Regions from separate parts of the Drosophila melanogaster genome. Here region 2 is linked to region 1. Evidence: chromatin contacts called from public Hi-C data. All regions are on one chromosome and are shown on one strand. The core of a region is the stretch at or near the end of the contact, and the rest is flanking DNA. Distances in the headings are between cores, read along the strand shown.

Region 1 (6,380 bases), core at 2,338-4,837:
AACAAATCGGCGAATGGAAAGGAGGAGGAGGAGGACTTCTGCCTCTGCTCACTGCCTTCCTCAATAGCAAAAGCAACAACAAGGAGATGGGGTGAAAAGAAAATGAGAACTAAAAGTGCAGACAAGAAGCAAGCAACAGAAGAAGAACTAATTGCAACGACAAAGCATAAAATCGATGGCAAGCCAACAACAACAAATGTAATGAAAAGCAACTACAACAGATAGTACAGAAAGAGGCAAGCGCGAGCGAGAGAGAGTGAGTGTGAGCGAGCGAATGCGCGTTGAGAAAATTGCAATCGGAGAGCGGGAGCTGCAAGAGAGCGAGAGCAGCCTGTTGGCCCCTCCGCAACCGCATCTACATCCACATGCTCCTTCCTACCAACGTGGGCGCCTACAAGTGGGCGGGACGGGGTGGGGGCCGCATACCAAACAAACCGCAAAAGGAGAGCGGCTGCTCGCTCGCACTCTCCCGCTCTCGGACAGCTGCCGGTAATCAATATTGATGATGATAGCAGCAGCCGAAGAAGATGAAAAGCAAAAGGAAAGGTGTCCCGATTGTTCGCAGTGCATCAAAGGTAAGCCAGGATATATTGCCAATACAAAATACGGTAATAAAATGCACTGCTGCTTTCTCAGCTAAACCATCAAAACCTTATCAAGCCCTACTAAACTTTAAGACTATCGGTAAAAACAAAAACGAAAATGGGATATAACAAAAAAGGCCTTTAGGAGCAAAAAATAGAAACAAAAAATAAATGGGTTATCCTCTAAAAAATCCTCTAAAAATTTATACCTTGCTGACAGATATAAAACTGAACTTTAAGGACACCAGGGTGTTAAATAATGCATAATGAAAATTCAACCGAGTTAATAACTTTTCAATCAGTGACTTTCCTTTCCTGTCTTTCACCCACAGGCACTTCCCACCTTTTCTTCGCTCTTTTCCTTTCCGCAAGGAAATGATTCACAATGCAAAAAAAATGGCAAGGGAAAAGGAAAAGAAAAACGAAGGCGTTGTAGGAGGAAGTAAAAGAACCCGAAAGAGCGAGAGAGAGCGATGTATGCAGAGAGAAGGCAATGAAAATGTTTATCAAACGAGAAAAGAGCAGCGACGAAGATGAGGAGGAGGCGGCTGCAAAAGGAACAACAACAAGCTAGAGATTACAATGACAATGCATCCATGAGATACTCAGATACAATTGAAATCGAATATAATTTCTCAATTGAATTGAGTCGCAGAATGTAAATAAAGCAACAAGACATCAAAGAAAATTGGTGCAAATAGGTGTTAAATGTACCGAAAGTGACAATACCCTAGATAAAATAATTAGTTATTTTTTTATGATGGTTTCATTCAAAAAGTTAACCAGTTGTTGAAAGATTGGTACTTTTCCGCTAGCAATCAACCCCGAAATTCCTACATTACAAAAAAAAATGAACTGATTGAATTCTGGTTTGGTCGACGTGACTGTCTGCACACGCATTTCTTTTATGCAGATAGATCCCTGTTCAAGAAACCCCAGCTTATTTCTTGCAACTTCTTGATACCGATACCTATGAAAGTAACTCGCAAAACAATCCAAACCTTTCTGAGTTTGTGCCATCGGTTGTATCAAAGAGTTGGCAGAAATCTGAAGTGTATCCGATTCCTAAACGCAAATATATCGTCCAGTTATAGTTACAAAATGGTGCATGGTAAGCAGAAAAATTTGCCACGCGGCTTGACAAGAAAACCGATCTGGCCTGAGGTTTATTTTGTTTTGCTTTGAAATCGGAGATGCGTTAAAAGGGATGATCATTATGATCGTGAAGATATTGTAGATTGGTTCAAGGGCATTCAAAGCTAATCAGATTTATTCATTTCAAGTTTGTATAAAAAGGGTACTCATACAGAGTGAATTTCATATTTTAGTTCATAAACTAGAAATTAATATTCTCAGAAATGCTGGTTGGTTTTTGCAAATCTACTATTATTGCACACCGCTGTTATTAAATACGTATCCATAATTCTAAACACTTGTGTGTAATTCGAGTTACCGTTAACCAAACAGAACACACAATTTTTTATATGAATTTCTACTAAAAATCACATATGAAAAAAAAATTACCCCATAATATCGGATGGCAAATAAGCAGAAAATTGCAAAATGGCACAAAAACAAAACTAACACTTGACTAAACAATCAAGGCGAAGCAGAACAGAAAATAAACAACAATGCCGGGCCAGCTGACATTATAAACAAAGGTAAATGGCACATAAAATACAGTAGAAAACGAAGGAATATTGGAGTTAATCAAATGCTTGGCCAGCTGTTTTGGAGAAATGGGAATGGAAAGAGGAAATGGGAAAAATCTAAGGTACAAAGTGCAAGCTGCAACAACAACTGAGCGAAAGTGAAGAAGCAGACCAAAAGGATGGGCACACACGCTGACACACACACACACACACACACCAACAATTACGCGACTGTTTTGCACTTTTGTTTCATTGAATTTCTCTGATTTTTCCTTCGTTTTGAAACATGTTTCGATTTGCTTTGCTTTTTTATTGGTTACTTTCTGATCGATTTGTTGCACTAAGAGGCAAAGGCCTCTCTTTTACATTTTTACCACACTTACGCGTATGTCAAACAATTTAAAATTACTTGTTTCTTGGCGTAAAACAATAAACTTAAAACAAGCGAACGGCCACGAATTTAATTTGGATGGGATATTAGTTTTTCGTTGCGTTTTGCTAATCGGACAAAAGGAAGGTAAATGACAGTTTTGACACTTGGCTGTGCACAAGCAAAAAGCGGAGAGCACTGCGAGAGAGTCGATTCGGAGAGCGAAAAAATGAGTGAGAGAGAGATGGAGAGAGAGAGAGAGGAATTAAATAAACGAAAAAGCGTGCATGAAAAATTGGCGAAAAAAGTTTTGTGCAAAAAAAAAAAGCGAAACGCCGAACTGCGGAAAGCAAACAATCGAATTCAACATTTTTTGTGCAAATTTTAACGCCAGGGAATTTTTTTCTTTTTAGTTTTCCTGGCAAAGGCGGCTCACACCCACACATACACAAACTCTCTCTCTATGTCTCTCTTTCGCTGCCACTCTCTTCAAATCTGCAGAGAGTCGGCAATCCACAATTTTTCGTTCTTTCGATTTTGCACATCTCTCCGCTTGTCACTTTACTTTTCGCAGCTCTTTGGCTTTTTGCAAATAAATTAATTTTTCAGCGCACATATAAATTTTCCATCAGTGCCATTTGTGCTCCGTTTTCTTATTCAATTTACACGCACACACAGCCGCAGCAGCAGCGCACACACATCTCTACATCTGCATGCCAGCTCGCTCACACACACAGCGACGCACACGTCACACTCATACACTCACACGCACGCACATACACAGTTTTTTCTTCGATTTTGCGCTAGCTCTCGCAGCCTTTTTTCGCTTTTCCTCGTCGTTTTCAAGGGCGCCGCGAGTTAAGCGATTTTGCAATACGTTCGCGGCGCGTTCGATTTGCGTTCTTTTACTTTTTATCCGTCTGCAGACAGCGAAAAAGACCAACAACTTGCCTTGCGTTTTTGTCCCAACTCAAAATGCCAATAAAAATATAATATCAAATAATAATACCAAATACTGAATACGGGATTTTTGGCACATATAGCGGTCACACTATACTGTTCAAAACTGATATTTTAGCATTTTTTGGTTTGGTTCTGTGCTAAATACAACTATCGATTGTTAAGTTCTACACGCAGGCGATTGTCGTGCGATATACGATATCGTTTACATATCGTTTAGAAATCCCTAGCGCAACATTGGCGCTCGTTTTTCCATTATTCGAAAATGAATTTAACATAAAATTAACATATACTTTAGAACTAAGTTATACTAAGGCGAGTGGCACAACTCTACTTTTATTTGATTGTTTTAGGAATCATTTTTGTATATAATGGGCTTATATAATGTCGATAATAAGTTCTGGTCAAAAATCGGACTATTATAAATTTTAATTATATTTATATTTAATATCATATCATCTATAATTATCATATAATATAGTTAAATTTTTTATTAGCAAAATAACTGCAGTAGTTACTCTTTTTGTGTCGAAATCACTGAAAAAATCGTTAAACAGATCCCGCGTCGAAGTACCGAACCAACAATTTTACATTTACATATATTTTACATTGGTTCGCTTCTTTGCTTTGATTTAGAAGCGAATTTCAACGAATCTAAGCGAATTCAAACGACTAAAATTCGATTGGTAAATCTTTATAAAAATATATGTAACAAATAATTTGAATCATTAAGAAAATTAATACCTTAACAATGCTTAAATTTGTATACTTTACTTGTTTTTATAAACAAAATAGATACATAGAACTGGCGCTCAGTTTTCTATTTTTTCTATTAAATTTTTCTATTGATGTTTATTAAAGCTTAAAAATAAACATAAATTATTGCCAGTAATTATGTAACTGCTTTTGAGCATTTCCTGTTCTAGCGCTAAGACTTCTCAAGAAAGTTTTGTGGAGTAACAGGTATCTGATAGTCGCACTGCTGCTTGTTACCTTCTTGCATTTATTTAACTCTTTGGTTCTTCTTTTAATTAAGTACCTTGCTGATACTCTGCTTGCTAACTTTAATCAGTTAAGACTTTAAATATATTCAACTCTTACCAACTTTCTTAAGCTGGCTAACGGGTATCTAATAGTCACACCATTCGACTAAGACATTCCTTTTTTCTTTTTTTTTTCGTCCTGATGGAGTTCAGTGAAGCGTTCTGATTTTCTTGTCAAAGCGGAAAGAAATCACGCTAATGATCGACGCACCCTCCACCAATTGAAACTCCACTAAGGAGTTCTATATATGTACATATGCATGTATATACAATTATATATATATTTATATAGTATATCGCAACTGACCACTTCGTTCGCAACGGAACGTGTTCGGGATTAGAATTAATTCCACTGACCAGCCCCGCCCCGCCCCGCCCACTTTCACACAGCGACTGCAGGCGACACCCTCGCATTTGGCCAACGTCTCATTTAAATTGCAGCAGGCAGGAAAAACATTTGGCAAACATTTTTCGCCCCCCAAAAACTGCCCCTTTTTTCGCTTGTGGCATTCAAAGGTTTGACGATTTGCCGTACATGTTTGGTGCGTAATTAGTGCAGACCGATGCGTTGCACCCTTGTGAAATGCCAAAAGTCCTGCGATCCACTCAATCGTGCTCACTGGCATTTTTTCCTTTTCTTTAACAATTTCCATTTGATTGCATTCGTGGGGAAGAAAATGCTGGCTCCGGCATTCATTGGGGTGACCAACGTTGGCGGGCTTAACTGTCATTTCCATGAGATGCCCATTTGGTCAAGCACACACTGAGCGAAAAAGGTTAAAAAATTACATATGTATATTTTTTTGAAATTGTTTTAATTTTTCTGTATTGAAAAATAGATAATATATAATAACTCATGTTATTTCAGATTATGATAAAACGAAAATAAGTTCTAGATTCTTTTTTGTGACTGTGAATTTTTCAATTACACAGTTTACATAGTTACATAGTATATTGCTTTGCCTGTGAAGTTTTCATTTCTACGATTTGTGATTCGGAGTATAAATATTTTTTTCTTCTGTGTAGGTGGAAATACACAACTCCGTTGGCAGCATACACATCCCCAACGCATATGCAAAACTTTTGCGTTTCATTTGAATTTCCCTCTCTGCGTATGCCACATCGTATCCTCGCATCCTCGCACTTTCTTCTCATTTCGCTGCCCGTAATTATGAAGATGAATGTCCTTATTGCTTTTATATCCCTTTTGCGTGTATGTGAGTGCTTTCAGTATATGTGGTTGAGTTTAGCCGCCGACATTCTCTATTAATAATGCTTTCAGTCACACTCTGCATACAAGTTCGTTTGAATTTGTTGCCATTTGGAACGTTGGCAGTTGCCTGGGTACTGCACAGTGGGGCAGAAATGTTATTAATGTTGTAATGTAAATGTAATGTTCTTAATTTTATCTTAATTTAATTTGGTTTTTATAATTTTTCTGAATAGATACTACTGGTTAACTTCAAATATAATATAGTAGGAAATTATCCCTAAGTTGTTTGTGGTATTGGACTTGATGGGAGGTATTTCCTCTTATTTCTCTTACTTTCAAAAAATCTGGGATAAAATGGCTTTTGTCCCACTGTGCCGCAGGAGCAGCGCGTGCAACGTGCCACGCCTGCCTGCCTCCCACGCATCTCGTTTTCTTTCGTTTCGCCGACGGCCGTGGCAATAATAAAGGAAAATCCGACAGGATGCTAATGCGTATTTAGTTATTTAGTTTGTGTGTGTGTGTGTGTGTGTGGGAGAGGGGGAGGGGAGGCTAAAGGAC
Region 2 (6,380 bases), core at 1,081-3,580, 280 kb after region 1:
CGTTGGTCAGCACCAGTTTGGATCGCTTTTCGAATCCACCTTCCACCTGCTCCAACATGTGTATCCTCTGGTACGCGGTGAAGGCGGAATTGTTGGCCAGCAGCCGTCCGTTCCAGTACCAGTTGATATTCGCAGCTGGAACCGCTCGAGCTCGACATGTAATCGAGGCATTCTCGCCCATGGCCGCCTCCACATAATGCGATATGGGCAACATCTCCGGTCGGCAGGCAAACTCATCCACATGCAGATCCGCAAAGCTGCGATCGATAATCCTTTCGGGGCCACCCGAGCAAACCGGTGCCACCGGATAGGGTATGTTCCTCTTCATCAGCCAGAGCTTCGTGTCCCTCAATCGACAATCACAGAGCCAGGGATTGTCGTGCAGTTCGATGCCATGAAGACGACTCAGGGTCTCAATTGTCTTGGGCAAAAGCTCGCTCAGTTTATTGCCATTCAATCGGAGCAACGTCAATCCTTGGAGGCCACCAAATGCCTGGGCGGAAATGGTCTGAATATCGCAATGCGACAGATCCAATTTGTGCAGCGATGGTGTGTTCCCGAAGGCCTGGCTCTCGATTTTGTGTATGTGATTGGAGGCCAGGGTGAGTTCGCGCAGTGAGGGTATGTGGCCCAGGGCCAAACTGGGCACGGTAACCAGCAGATTATGTGACAGATCCAACTCCACCAGATTGGTCAGTCCCTTGAAGGTCTCCCGCTCGATTTCGCCGATCTTGCAGTTCCTCAAATACAGCTTCTGCAGATTTAGCAGATTCGCACGGATGAACTGCTCGTTGGAGAGGGTCTGCAGCTTATTACCGGACATGTCCAGCACCTGGGTATTGGGATCGATGTGCTCGGGTATCTGGATGAGGTGGCGATCGATGCACTCCACCGTCTGCTTGCCACCCTTCCACTTGCAGGCGCAAACCGTTTGGCAGGTGCTCTGCTGCTGGGCGGGGGGATCCAAGTCGGAGTGGGTGGGCGGAAAGTGCTGGCTGGGGGGCATGTAGCCATCCTCAGTCATCGGCTGGCTGTCCGCTATGGAGTACACCTCGTTCTGGGACGAGGGGGCGGGCCTGTAGCCTCCAGGGCCCGATGACGATGCTCCTCCATTGGCATACAGATGCAGCTGATTGTAGCGAGTGCCCAGGATCATTCCAGGCAGCAGGGTGAGGACCAGGAAAACTGCTTCCCTGATATGCATTTTCCTGGATTTTTCTTTAAGTCTTCTAGTTGAGCGTTCTAGGCCAAAGCCCAGTGTTTATTTGCGATTAGCAATATCATGGGGGTTTCAGTTGTTTTAGTTATGATATGATGAGTTAACGATTTTCACACGAATACATCGGTCTTTTTGTAAGTTTTTTAATTTGTTTATGATATTTTATTCTTTTATCTGAGTTAGTTTCTGATTTAAACTAGTTGATGTGTCCTGTGTTGATATGGAAACGTTTCCAGTTCTCGTTTAAATTTATATAGATTTTGCATTACTTTTTGCGTAACTCAAGGATATGTTTCGTTGGGTTGACCTTTTGCTCTTACTTTCGTGCGATTGTATCCTTCGTTTTTCTGCGCCCCTCTTTTAATTATGATATGGAAACTTCCTTATGGGTCAAGCGGAAAATTGATTAATTGCCGCCTTGGCTTCACTTGTTGTTGCTGCGGTTTTCGCCAAGATTTTCATGTTTTGCCGTAATTAGCGCTCGCCCAGACCCAATGTTATTTATAGGGCTAGCTCCCGCACACACACGCGCGCTCTCTCACTCGCACACACACACACACTGGCACACTCGTTTGGATGATAATCGTTTTTATTTTTCGGCCAACGAAATTCGTATTTCCCTGGCTGTTTTTTCTATTATTCTTTTTCTACGCAATTTTCCTTCAGCTATTCTGGATTTTTTCCTCTTCACGTGCTGCTCATACATGTGTATATATAATATGTATGTATATTTTCTTATTTCTTTTTTTTTTAATGGTTGGTTTGTTTTGTTGCTTCGGTTAGCACATTTTGCCACGCAAAGCTTTAATTCGCATCGCGTTTTTTCGTCGTTTTCGGTTTCGTTTTCGTTTGCGCTACGAGCGAACCTCGGTCCACGCGAAAGGGGATGGTGTTTGAATTGGATTTTTGGAGCGAGGGCGGCGCGATGAGTTGTGATCTAGGCATTGATTGTGCCCATTGCCATTGCACACACTGGCAATTGTTTTCACTGCACAAAATAACGGTGTGTCCTGGCTAGCGGTACTCTCACACACAGACACACACTCCAGCGGCACTCTTACACACACAACGACAGCGACAGCTACAGCGGGAACGACGCAACCGCTCGGCAGCGTACATCGACTTGAACTGAACTGAGCTTCTTCGATTTCAATCAAAGCCTCCGCAGTCGCTTTGCCACTCGGCCGCCGCCGAAGTAACTTCGGTTGCTCTTCTGCCGCTCGGCTCGCGAGCGGACAAAACGGAGAAAGCAGACAGAGAGAATGGTCGTGTGTTGCCGCAACCGTTTCGCAACATTCGCATGCAACATGTGGGGACTGCCGAATCGGTTGAAAGGATTATATTACACACGCCTCCGTTGTAAAAATCTCGAATTGGCTTCGCGCAGTATAAACAAGGATTTATGCGGTATAAATAAACATCCGTGGGCCGATCGCATGACATCATTAAATCGCATTTAATTGGCCCGACCTGTTTTGTTGTACTTTATAATAATATTAGCTGTGGTTGCGGTAATAATAAGGAATTCCTTGAAGTAGAAAATTTATGAAGAATGCAGACTTTGATTAAACGTACAAAGGCCCAACTCTTATCCGCCAAGAACACAATTTATATTGTGGCCTCGTCGAGCTTAAAATACTTGGAAATGCAATTGTTTTTTTGTTTTTAAGCATTTTGACAGCTAAGTCATAAATAACATTAATTTACCACCATATAGAATTCTAATCAGCTTTCGAAATTCTTTATTTTCCCAAAGAAGATACCTTTCCGACTAACTAACACGTCTTGAAAATGTTTTACAAATTTGTGGAGTCTGTTTACAGTGTTTGAATGTACTTTGGGTGTTCCTAACTCGCCATTCCCATTCCTTATTCCCATTCATCGAGGCCCCCGCTTCACCTCCGCACCTACAGTCAATCAAAAACAAAAACAGACCCAAAAAAGAAGTCAAATTAAAAGAAAGCAGTACACGAAAAGAAAATAATAGCAACTTGCTAAAATTAATGATACTTCAAGTTCCTTCCATCATATTCGTAAAAATAGGTTTCGCTTATTTTAAATAAATAAATAATTTAATAAATGTATTATAAATTTTAGTTTGTATTATAATATCATACATACCACATTTATTACACATTTGTAACAATATATATATGTCTTTTCATGCTTGAATATTCCATTGACTTAATTTAAAAGTTGTGAGTTGAAATCACAGTTTACCATACATTTTTTCAGTGCTAAACAACAAAAAGAACTGCTAAGCTTGCAGCCGGCAAGACGAATGAGTAGCTGAAAAAAGGCGACTTCGCTTCGCTTGTCTTTTCTTTGCCTGGCTTTGCCAGTCGAGTGCGGCGTAATTTCAGTCTTGACCGAATGAGTCACTTCCGCCAGATACGAGATACTGAAGCTAAACTGAATGAATTGGCTGGAGCTGCATGGTGTGCAGTGCACACTGTGCACAAATTTCACAATGTGATGATTTTATGGCCGGCTCGTTCATTCAAGATCGGTTTGCATAGTGAAAGAGCTCTCATGTCGACCGATCCGGTCGCAAAAAACTATCTCCGCTTAGTTTAATGATGCTCCAGAACCAGAACTCAAACCAGTACCCGAACCATAGTCAACACTGGGAATGGGACTGGGACTGGGATTGGGAATGGGAATGGGAATGAGAAGAGCTCAAACTAATTAGCCCGAGGGGCCAGAAGTTGAGCTTGAAGTGGAGCCAGAAATTGCGTATAAGTTACTTCACCTGCGGAAGACTCGGGGCAGCTACATGATACCTCTCGTGTCTTTTGGCCAGACAGGAAACGCTCTCAGTGTTACCTGTTTTGCCCCACTCCCTTCCCAACCTGTCTCTCTATTCCATATGAATGAAACTGCAGCCGAGATGTGCCATAGCAAACCATCTACCATCTACCAGCTGCCTCCGTCGAGATTCAGGTACAGATTCAGATTGCCTGAGAAGTTTTCGCAGCAAACTTGTTTACAGCCAGCAAGCGCGCAGGCATGGGGAAAAAAAGACAAAAAAAAAAAAAAAAAAAAAACAGAACTACTTGCCTTGTTGTTTGTCCTCTTTCGGCCGAGAAAAAACGCGATTGCATATGCTTGTTACACTCCAAGATACATTTTCCGAAAAGATACATTTCCATTTTCCCACCCACTCAACGAAAACAACTGAAAGCTCAACATTGCAGACATTGATTAAGGTCAGTTATGATTGCTGTGTATTATTTTCTCGTATTTTCCACTGCTTCGTTCGTTTGTCTAAGCTCCAAAAAGTGAAATCTTCTCTTGCGTGTTTCGGTTTTTTGTCTTCTTTTTCCGTTTTTGCTGTCGAATTTTCGTTGAATTGTTGGGCAGTCATGCATGAGTATCTCTGAGTTGACTTCAGGTACCCAGAACTAAGCAGATTGGGTTGAAAGTTGGAACTTTATTCGCTTGAATTATTAAGTGGAAAGATCTTCTCATGTTTGGGCATTTTATGTCAAGCATTTTGGCCACGTTACTCTGGAAGTGAAATAATTTATGTTGTGCCTAAAGTTTGCTTTAAATAGCTGGTAAAGGCTTGGTAAATAAATTAAGACAAAACAGAGAGGAGCTATACAAACTATTTTCCTCGAAATCATATTGAAGGTTTACATTTTCACCTTCTATAATTGCTTCATGGATTTATAATATTTAATAATTGGTAACACACGTAGTATTTTAATATGAAAACTAAAAACTGCCTTCGAAGCAAACTCGTTATAATAAAATTATTGTTTTCTCCGCATTAAAATATTTGACTTCCTTTTTCCCAGCCCCTTTTCCCCACCTTCCCTTCGGTTTTGGCCACGCTCGACCGTCTTTGACGATCTTTTGCTTGGGTTGGCGAAAGTAGAACTCGGCCACTATGCAAATGACTTTTGGCCGCAACGGAAGTTGGCAAGAAAAAAAAAAAAAAAACGCTGATCGGTAGCAAACGATCAACAGTTTTCGACTGATATTTTAGATTTTTTTTGCACCTTTTACTATTTTTTTCTTGCTGCACTTCACTGTTGGCTGACTCCCCCGACTTCTGGTGGTTATAAATTTTGTTGACTTTCACGTTTCGCATTTGGCGTATGAGCGTTTTTTTTTATCTGTACGCAACAATTAGCCGCAGTTAATTGGCCAAAATGCTATTTGCGTTACGCTTTCTGCACTTGTCTGCCAAGAAAACTTACCGCTAATCTTCGGGCCGAACAACTTCCGTCTTGTCGGTGGAAAACTGTAAAATGTACAGTGCAAAGTGTGCAATTAAAAATCACAGCAGCCGCAGCAGAAGATGACTTTGAGTTGTCTGCCATTCTGCTGGAATTCCGTAAAAACAAACCTTTGCGTTCATAATTTGAAAAATCACCTGGCCGAGCTTCACGTGGGCGGTGGCTGTGATGACTGTGATGGGTGGCCACCAGCGACCTTTGTGTCCGTAATACTGCGCCTAATTGCCCTTAATTTATTTAACTTCAAGCTGTGCTCAGACTTCGGCCCAAATTCCACCCATCTCCCTGAATTCCACCGAGTCAAGGGTTCGCTGCGTGTCCTTTTGGGTCACTTGGGACGTGGCCGGAGTCTCGGAATCTCCGATTTGAACAAGTGTCCCTCGGTCCGGTGTCCAGTCCCATCGGCATCATCGCCGGGCACTCAGGAGCGGCCTGCTTTAAAGGTATTCACAATTTGTCATGATCTCAGTAACGATTAATGCGAAAATCTCTGGAAAAAGTTATAAATTGTTAAATGTGAACATCATTAATAAGTTTGCTCTGGATGGGCGCCACTAATTGGATTTTTATGTTCAGTATTTTGTTAGATTAGTATTTGCTATTAGGCCAAGCGAGAAAGGTTGGCGCCATTTAATTAATGTCTGATGTCTTCGTAAAAATTGATTTCGAAGTTATTGAAACAAACTAAAATGAATTAAATTTAATCAAAGACTTAGAGCAAGCACATATATTTGAGAAGTAAATGCATTAATTAAAATATATAAAGCAGAAGCTCACATATCGGGCAGTTTTGAATTACCCCTTCACAATTACTGCATTTCCAAGAGTAATCAATATCCATCTGGTAATGTCTTCATCTGGATATCTATCTGCACTAGCTCCAATGTGGCATTCAACATTTCAACGTATCACCC

The links. A called contact is a pair of places that touch in the nucleus more often than the background predicts.
Region 2: a contact with region 1 is called in a Hi-C map of the Kc167 cell line, with 5 times the contacts expected there. A contact is called at or near these places in 1 of 107 Hi-C or Micro-C datasets (the Kc167 cell line) and 2 of 7 datasets of targeted methods (the Kc167 cell line and the S2 cell line).

Annotation. Positions count from the first base shown.
Region 1 is chr2L:12,543,024-12,549,403 of dm6, forward strand. It overlaps bun (bunched), which reads right to left and starts at 3,588. Exons shown (of 7, transcript NM_001042894.2): 1 at 2,620-3,588. lncRNA:CR42746 (long non-coding RNA:CR42746) reads left to right here and starts at 153. Exons shown (of 2, transcript NR_037735.1): 1 at 153-575; 2 at 917-1,320.
Region 2 is chr2L:12,820,457-12,826,836 of dm6, forward strand. kek1 (kekkon 1) reads right to left here and starts at 2,331. Exons shown (of 1, transcript NM_078835.3): 1 at 1-2,331. The coding sequence starts at 1,204.